Linked DNA regions of Oryctolagus cuniculus: region 1 is linked to region 2. The links are chromatin contacts, called in public Micro-C maps. All regions are on one chromosome and are shown on one strand. The core of a region is the stretch at or near the end of the contact, and the rest is flanking DNA. Distances in the headings are between cores, read along the strand shown.

Evidence for each region. A called contact is a pair of places that touch in the nucleus more often than the background predicts.
Region 1: a contact with region 2 is called in a Micro-C map of ear pinna, with 4 times the contacts expected there. The contact joins the promoter of TBC1D2B here to the enhancer-like site in region 2. A contact is called at or near these places in 3 of 6 Hi-C or Micro-C datasets (ear pinna, psoas muscle and an unstated tissue).

The regions. Positions count from the first base shown.
Region 1 is chr12:105,987,894-105,992,127 of mOryCun1.1, reverse strand. TBC1D2B (TBC1 domain family member 2B) reads left to right here and starts at 1,582. Exons shown (of 13, transcript XM_051834568.2): 1 at 1,582-1,973. The coding sequence starts at 1,641.
Region 2 is chr12:105,924,093-105,928,409 of mOryCun1.1, reverse strand. ADAMTS7 (ADAM metallopeptidase with thrombospondin type 1 motif 7) reads right to left here. Exons shown (of 23, transcript XM_051834567.2): 23 at 4,069-4,317. The coding sequence ends at 4,282. TBC1D2B (TBC1 domain family member 2B) reads left to right here. Exons shown (of 13, transcript XM_051834568.2): 13 at 337-2,549. The coding sequence ends at 532. Among named protein-coding and RNA genes, the nearest start is that of ADAMTS7, 41 kb to the right of the region's middle. Within about 2 kb of position 2,894, at least 3 of the 8 cell types and tissues checked have an H3K27ac peak or open chromatin away from gene starts, as enhancers often do. A contact at or near this core is called in ear pinna, where this site is marked.

The sequences.
Region 1 (4,234 bases), core at 333-2,832, 65 kb before region 2:
GTTTGTTCAGCACTTTGCCTACTGCAAGATGGGGCGAGCGCTGAGTCGGGGCAAAGCCCCTGCAGCTCACCTTGAGACGGTTGGCAGAACAGAGGGGCCTGGGGGAGGTCGGGAGGGCCCCGAGGGTGTTGGGGTTGATTCTGAAGCCCCCAGGGAGGCCTGGAAGGCTCGGGTCACTTCCCACGGCTGGGTCAGCTGGGCAGAGACTCAGGGACCCCTGCCAAGGGGTTGCCACTGGCTCTGAGGCCTCCCTACTTCCTTTTTGATTGATTGATTGATTTTAAAGATTTATTTTATTTATTTAAAGACAGAGCTACAGAGAGAGGTAGAGACAGAGAGAGGTCTTCCATCTGCTGGTTCACTCCCCAGATGGCCGCAACAGCCGGAGCTGCGCCAATCCAAAGCCAGGAGCCAGGAGCTTCTTCCGGGTCTCCCACGCCGGTTCAGGGGCCCAAGGACTTGGGCCGTCTTCCACTGCTTTCCCAGGCCACAGCAGAGAGCTGGATCGGAAGTGGAGCAGCTGGGACTAGAATAAGCGCCCATATGGGATGCCGGCACCGCAGGCAGTAGCTTTACCCGTTACGCCACAGTGCAGGCCCCTACCTAATTCCACTCTCCCTGGGGTCCTGGGCTTGTGGCTGAGCAACCTCCCCAGGGAACCCCATTCTGGGCCTGGCCAGAGCCAGGTAGGGTCCAGGCCAGGGGGTTCCTCAGACAAAGGCTCAGAGCCCACACCAGCCAACCTTCAAGGGGCCTATGGAATATTTGCGGTCCAACAAAACCCAGGAAACCAAAATTGATAAAAATGTATATTTCACGAAGTGTCACATTACGGCATTAATCCTAAAAATGTTTTTACGTGAGTCAACCGTTTGGCACAGCGGTCGGGATGCTGGCGTCCCACACGGGAGATGTGGTCTGCACCCAGATTCGTGCCAAGCTGCACCCCGGGGGGCAGCAGGTGGTGGGTCAGGTGCTGGGTCCCTACCACCCACGTAGTAGACCCAGATGGAGCCCTGGGCTCCTGGCTTTGGCCTGGCCCAGCCCCAGCTGCTGTGGGCATCTGGGGAGTGACTTGGTGTCCAGCTTAGAAAATTCCATCTCTGTGTGTTTTCAAAGGCGCGAAACTGGCCTGATTCGGCCTCTCACCCAAGTAGCTCCCGTGACCCTTTTGCTCTGGGCAAGGTGTTTCTGTGGTGGCCTTTCTCCCTGCAACGTGACACCGGCGGCTGTCATTTTCACACCAGGAACAGGTAGGGGCGCACAGATGGAACAATCTGGGATTGTAGCGAAGCGCAATTTACACGGAGCTCAGAGCCGTCTTCCGCGGGTGCGCAGCTGGGCGTCGGGAAACGCATAGCCCCTGTCGTCCCGCACCCACCGAGAAACCGGGCGCCGCTGCGCCCCAGCCCCCAGCCTCGGAGAGCGCCCGGGGCGCGGCGGGGGCGTGGCCTGGGCCGAGGCGGGGGCGGGGCCTGGGCCTGGGCGGGCGGGGGCGGGACTACAAGTCCCAGGACGCCTTGCGCGCCCGCGGCCGTGCGGAGAGCGGGGCGACGGGAGGGGGCGCAGCGGCGGCGGCGCGCGGCGCAGAGGCGCGAGGCGCGGGGCCCGGGCGCCGGCTGTGGGCGCGCGGGCGGGCGATGCCGGGGCCCGGAGCCGGGGCCCGGGCAGAGGAGGGCGGCGAGGGCGCGGGCGCGGGCGGTGGGCGGGAGCCGGCGCGGCTGTGCGGCTACCTGCAGAAGCTGTCGGGCAAGGGCCCGCTGCGTGGCTACCGCAGCCGCTGGTTCGTGTTCGACGCGCGCCGCTGCTACCTCTACTACTTCAAGAGCCCGCAGGACGCGCTGCCTCTCGGCCACCTGGACATTGCCGACGCCTGCTTCAGCTACCAGGGCCCCGACGAGGCGGGCGAGGCGGGCGCCGAGCCGCCCACGCACTTCCAGGTGCACAGCGCGGGAGCTGTGACGGTGCTCAAGGTGGGGACGCGCGCCGCGGCCGCACGCCCTCACGTCCCGCCTGCCCCTCTCCTCCCCGCACCCGCCTGGTTCCGATCCCGGGCGCCCCGCACCCCAGACCCGCGACTTGCGGACCCCTCCCCCACCTCCCGTGCAAGCCCCCACCCCTCCCAGGCGCCTTTATCGGGAGGCTTGGCCGTCCAGCGGGCGTGGCCGTGCTGGCTGCCTCCCAGGGGGGTGTGGGGACTGCAGGTAGCTAGCTCCCCGAGTGGCCCCGCACCCAGTGCGAGGAACAGAGCGAGCTGTCCCGGCCCTCGCCGGGTGAGCCCCGGCCCCTCCTCCGGGACACAACCCCAGCAAGTGGCCAGAGCCTGTTTGCTTCTCGTGCCGCCTTTGCTCATTTGGGGTTTTCCAGAATCTTCCAGCAGAGAGGCGCAGTGTGGGGGGAACGTCTGGAGACGCGAGGGACGGGTGCGAGGCCTCCCCCGTCTTGGGGAGCCCCGCCCGAGGGGGCTGCACCCCATCATCTTCCAGGGCCTCCCTGGAGCAGCCGGGGTGCCTGCGGCCTCGCTCCCCGCCTGGCTCCCTGCGGGTTCCGTGAGTCTCCACCCTCGGTCCTCTGTCTCACTTCTCTTCCTTGTTGCGAGCTGGGCTTTCTCAGAGGGGCAGGGCTGGGCTGCCGCAGAGCCGGCCAAGTGGAGAGCGGAGCCGGCCAGCACCTTGGCCCTGTGTACACAGGACTGTTCCCGGAGCCCTGGGCGCCAGCAGCAGCTGGAGCTGTTCCCCGAAACCTTTCTTGGAGCTCAGGGCACTCGGCTTCTGCCAGTGCGGCCAGGGTCTGGCTCGTAGAGGCCCCCGTGTCCCGGCCGGAGGGGTGCAGCCGGCCCGTGTGTGCCGAGGCGGGCGGCTCCACCCGGGCCTCCGTGGAGAGCGATTGTGTAAACGTGGGGCTGACCCCAGCCGGTCCCAGGGACTCCTCCTGGAACATGTGGAGCGGCCCTGAGTCAGATGGATTTCCTGTGGAATTGTTTGTTAAGAAAGAAAACAGAGCGTCCTGTTTCAGATTCTGTCAGATGACTGGAGAGCTCTCTTAAAAAAAAAAAAAAAATCTGAGCGAAGAGGCAGCTGCGTAAGCGGCCACAGGCCTACCGTTGGGAGTGTGGCTGTAGCCTCAGACTCGAACTCGCCACTCAGGTCTGCGCTCAGCTGCGTGGCCGGGTTACGCGCCTCTCTGTCCCGCTTTCCTCTTTGTGGGGATCTCTGGGTGGGGGAGTGTGGCTGTAGCCTTAGACTCGAACTCGCCACCCAGGTCTGCGCTCAGCTGCATGGCCGGGTCACACGCCTCTGTCCTGCTTTCCTCTTTGTAGGGATCTCTGGGTGGTTGTGGCATTCTGAAACGGTGTGGGAGTCGGCTGACGCACCCTAGGCCTGCGTGGCGGCCTCGTGCAAGGTCAGGCTGTGCCTTTGGTCAAATACGCAGTGTGTTTGTGTTTGTAGAATGGAATATTACGCAGTAGCGAACAGAAAGGACCCAGAGCCGTGTGTGTCCGTGTGGCTGACTCACAGACATCAGACTGAGCAAGAAATAGAAAGTCACGGGACAAATCCATGGGTATCAGTGCTGTTTGAGCGCAGGTGGAGGTTATGTGAGTCGGGCTGCAGGTTGTAAGAGCACGTGCTGTGGCCGGCACCGCGGCTCACTAGGCTAATACTCCGCCCTGCGGCGCCGGCACACCGGGTTTCAGTCCCGGTCGGGGCTCTGGATTCTGTCCCGGTTGCCCCTCTTCCAGGCCAGCTCTCTGCTGTGGCCAGGGAGTGCAGTGGAGGATGGCCCAAGTGCTTGGGCCCTGCACCCGCATGGGAGACCAGGAGGAGGCATCTGGTTCCTGCCTTCAGATTGGCGCAGCACGCCGGCCGTGGCGGCCATTTGGAGGGTGAACCAATAGAAGGAAGACCTTTCTCTCTGTCTGTCTCTCTCACTAACTCTGCCTGTCAAAAAAAAAAAGAGTACATGCTGTGTAGACTGGGGAGAGCTGTAGGTGGGCGAGGGGCCCTGGACCCAGGGGGCAGTCACCTGTGACGGAAACGCAGCGTTGTGATGGGGGTGGGTGACCCGGGACCTCCACAGTGGCTTTGCCGTGTCTCTTACGCTGGGTGGTGGGTGCACGGTGTTTGTTATACTGTTCTGCTCGTCTTATTGTATGTTCAGAATATTTCTTTAAAGCAAAAAAAGAAAACATATGTTCTTAAATTTTTTAAAAACATTCAATTTATTTACAAGG
Region 2 (4,317 bases), core at 1,645-4,144:
CCCTGACGCTGCGTGTGTGTCCGAGGTCTGTGTCCTGACACACACACAGGGCACAGCTGCCCTGGGGACGTCCTGGCACTGCCCTGTGCTGGGCTTCATGCTGGCCCTGTGGATCCCCCCCCACCCCGTGCCTCCACGCCCTTAACCCCAGTGTGGGGTGGGCGTTCTGGTCTCCTGTGTGGCACAGCTGAGATCTGACCCTGGGCAGGCACTCAGCACCTGCCCGGGTGCCCTCCCCACACCCGCCCCAGGCCCCGGGCTGGGCCGTGCTGCGGGAGGGGCCGTGTGGGTGCGTGCCCCGAGCCCCTGACCCGTGTCCGTCCTGTGTCCCTCCAGGAAGCTCATCAGCATCTCCTTTGGAGACCTGAACCCCTTCCCCCTGCGCCAGATCCGGAACCGGCGCGCCTACCACCTGGAGAAGGTGCGGCTGGAGCTGACGGAGCTGGAGGCCATCCGGGAGGACTTCCTGCGCGAGCGGGACAGCAGCCCCGACAAGGGCGAGCTGGTCAGCGACGAGGAGGAGGACACCTGAGCGCCGCCCGCCCCGGACGCTGCTGCTCTCGCCCGCGGGCCGGGCCCAGCGCTCCCCGTGACGTGCGGCCGCGCCCTGCCTGACCGGGAGCCCTCGGCACTTCCCAGCGGGCTGTTGGGGGCGTCCGTTTGTGGCGCCCGCCCCCCGGCACCCCGACCTTGCCGGCTCTCCCACGTTCTCCCCGCTGCAGTGGGCACGGCGTGTGTGTTTTGGCGGCTGCACGGGGCAGGTGCAGGGAGTGTAGGGGCCGTCCTTGGAAGACCGAGGCCGCCCCCAGCCCACGCCGCCAGCCATGCCCGTCGCTGGACTTTGCCCACGGGGGCCCCCAGCCCGAGTGGTCAGCCTGGCCGCCCCGGCCAGCACCATGGGAAACGCTGCCTCTCAGCTGGGCGCTGGTGCGGAAGAACAGGAGGGCTGGGCTGGCAGGTGAACCGCGGAACAGGCCCCCAGGCCGGCCTCCGTGGAGCGGACAGGGAGCTTCTCTGGGGGCTCTGGGGGGCGGGGGGCAGCGCAGAGTGAGCCGTCTCAGACAGAGCCGGTGTGGGGTGGGGATGAGGGGCTGTCAGGGCCCAGGGCCGGGGGGCACTCTGGTGTCTCTGGGGACGCCGGCTCTGCGAGCCAGAGCGCGTGGCTGTGGTGGCGGAGTGTGTGCAGCCGTGTGCAGGGGGCACCATCCTGGTGCAGCCTCCCTGTGGTGTTTGGTGTGGGACACACTTGTCTGAGCTCCGCCCACCTGTCTTCAGTGCTTTTTTTTTTTTTCTGTGTAGAGAGAGCTGGTCTCTAACAAGCCAAAAGCCATGGTTCCTTCTCAGGAATCAGAAGTGGGGTTCCTCGTGCTCTTCTGTTGGCTGCTGTCCGAGGCCCAGCTGCTTTGGGAGGTGACCCTGCGATGCGGGCCTGGCTGTCTCGCTGCTGGGACCACACGCTGGGGGCCCCTGGCCGCCCCCATTGCCCTGGGGCGACACGATGGCTGTCACCATGGGGAGGGTGGGGGTGGGCCCAGCGCATCAGCTGCCGTCCTGGGGTCCACTCGCGGCCCTGAAGGATCTTACGAGCGAGCACTACCGCTGGGGCGGTGAGACTGGAGCCCCAAGCAGCAGGTTTGTGGGACAGCAGGGAAGACCTGGAGGAGACGCCCTGGGGCCTGCAGGGAGCCTTCCTGCACCAGCGCCTGGAGTCCTGGGAGCCCTGGGCCTGGCCCACTCTGGGGGCGGGACGAGCTGACTCCTCCTCCCGGAGCTGCAGGCCCCAGGGTTTGCAGCCAGCACTACCCACCCCCCCCGCCCCTCGAGGGCCCCTGAGGTCCCCCTACCTCCGCCAGCGCCCTGGGTGGCAGCGGCTGCCTCACTGCTGTCATCTGGACCCGTGCCAACACCAGCCGTGGCCCTGCATGGGCGGCCTTGCCAGCTGTGCCTGGCGCCCCCGGGCAGGAAGCCCCAGGGTAGCCCCAGCCTGCTTGCCCTGTGCCCGTGCCGGCCAGCAGAGGCCCCCTCACCCTGTGGGGACGGCCAGCTCCTGCGACCACGGGGTTTTTATTGGCCCTGTTAGTACTTGTGTATATTTTCACTACAGTTTCTATTTTTATAGGCTATTTTATCAAGGTTTTTCTCTACCGTGCACATCTATTTTATATAGCAAGTCCTTACTGCACGGGTGTGTGAGGCCCGGGGCCCCCGCAGCCGCTTTGCCCGGTGCCACCGTTTCCCGCGGGCCTGCCAGACTTCCTGCGCGAGGCCCCGCTCGCCCCAGCCCGGCGCTGCGGGAAGCCGTTCTGGTGTCTCTACATTGTGTGGACAGAGGAAGTCAGGGAAACACGAGGCCAAACGCCTGTGTCATCACCCCCACACCCTGCGCGGCGCTGCCTCCGGCCTGCCATGGGGCGTCCTCGCAGGGCAGGCTGGGGGGGTCGCTGCCCGGCCACTCTGTCCTTTCCCACGTGGCGGCCTCGCCGCTGATGCACACGTTACCTTTTGGAGCGGTGGTAACCACAGCAAGAATAAAATACTAATTTGTACAACGCCGCGCCTTGAGATGCCGTTGCGGTCACCTTGGGAGGGGCCTGGCCGTGCCGGGCGTCCCGCACTCTGGGTTTGCTCATGGGCCTTGGCAAGGGCTACCTTGGTCAGCGGTGGTGGCCCTGGGGGCTCAAGGGCCGTGGCGGGGAGTTGGGGTGCCTGTGTGTGCAGCAGCACCCCGCCCTCTGCCCCCAGGCCAGGCCCAGCCTGAGTCACAAGCCTGTTTGCCTCCTGCCGGGCTGCTGCTGGGGACACCCCAGCCGTCACTGGAAAAACAGGGATGATTAAGACCAAATGTCTTAGAGGGGTTGGGCAGGGCGGCTCCGGGAGCCCCAGACGGAGCAGGCCCGGCCCCACGGAGCCCCGGGGACACGGACTCGGTGTCTGGAGCTTCCTGAGATCCCACAGCACACGGCAACGGGCAGAGCTGGGACAAGGACCACAGGGCTCTGCCACCATGCCTGCCCTGCCCCGTGTGGGTCTGGAGCCCCCTAGGGGTCACTGCCAAAGGCAGTTTGCACTAAGCCCTGGAAAGCCCTTAACTCGGAGCGTGGTCCCCAGGGCCTCCTTGGGCCGGCCCTGCTGCCACTTCCCTGCCCGCGTGCTCAGCCCGCTCTCGCCAGCCCTCGGTGACTCGCCTTCCTGAGTGTCCCCAGACAGACCGCCTGCCTTCAAAGCCACCTGCAGGGGCTGCTCGGGCCCTCTCCTGCCCGGTCAGGGGCCCAAGGTGGTGCTCAAGGCCTGAGTTGGGCCTGTGTGTCCAGGGCATTTGCCCTTGGTCTCTGTCCTAGGGAGTGATTTCCAGCACCTGCCCTGGCTCCCCACCCCAAGGGTCCACAAGAGCAGGTGGGAGGCATCGCCTGTAGGTGTCTGAACCTCAGTGTCCCCCACTTGCAGAAAGGGCCTGGGGGGGGGGACTTGTGATCAAAGGGCCAAGTCCAAGGCCCTCCAGCTGGGGTGGGGGTGAGGGTGGGGCGGCAGTGCTAGGAGGCACCCCGCTCCCCGGACAGGCCACAAAGCACCTCACACGCGCCAGCTCCCTGCCGTGGGCACCACAGTCAGGTTCCCTGGCACGGAACTGCAGGAACGGGGAAGGAGGTGGGCACCGGGTGGGCAGTGGGGGAGGGGTTGCCCTGAGAGAACCACGCCCACCCCAGCCCCTCCCTGAGCACCAGGGAGATGGAAGAGGGGACAAGTGGGGACCAAGTTGGAAGGAGTTGATGGGTGCCACAGGGGACCAGGGTGCCCAGCTGGGGTCCTGCGCCCGGGGGTGGGGACTGTCCCCATGGTGACAGGATGGGCCTTGCTGCTTGGGGGCACCTGTGTCTGAATCCCCACGCAGGTCTCTCAGGACCCGGGAGTGGGGGGCCTGGGCCGTCTGGGGGCCTGAGCAGGAGGCACGAGGCCATCCATGTGGGTTAGGTGGGGGCGGAGCCTCCCTGCAGACCCGGCCTGGAGGTGAGAGGGGGCGGGGCACTTCCCGCTGAGGGTCCCCGGATCCACGCAGAAGCCACGCCGTGCTCCGGAACAGTAGGTGCTGATTTATGTAAATTATAACTGTTACACAAACTGTTAGAATAAAAAAATACCCTTTCTTGAGGGGATCCCCAGCCTGCCCACGCGGCGGGGTTAGCACCATTGGGCCGCGGGGCCGGGGCCGCCGCAGCCCTGCTGGGGCGCTGAGGTCCGTGCGTCATCGTTGTCATCGTCGGTCTGTGCGTCCAGTAGAGCGGGTCAGCGGCGAGCCACCCGCTGATGGCCTCGGGACGG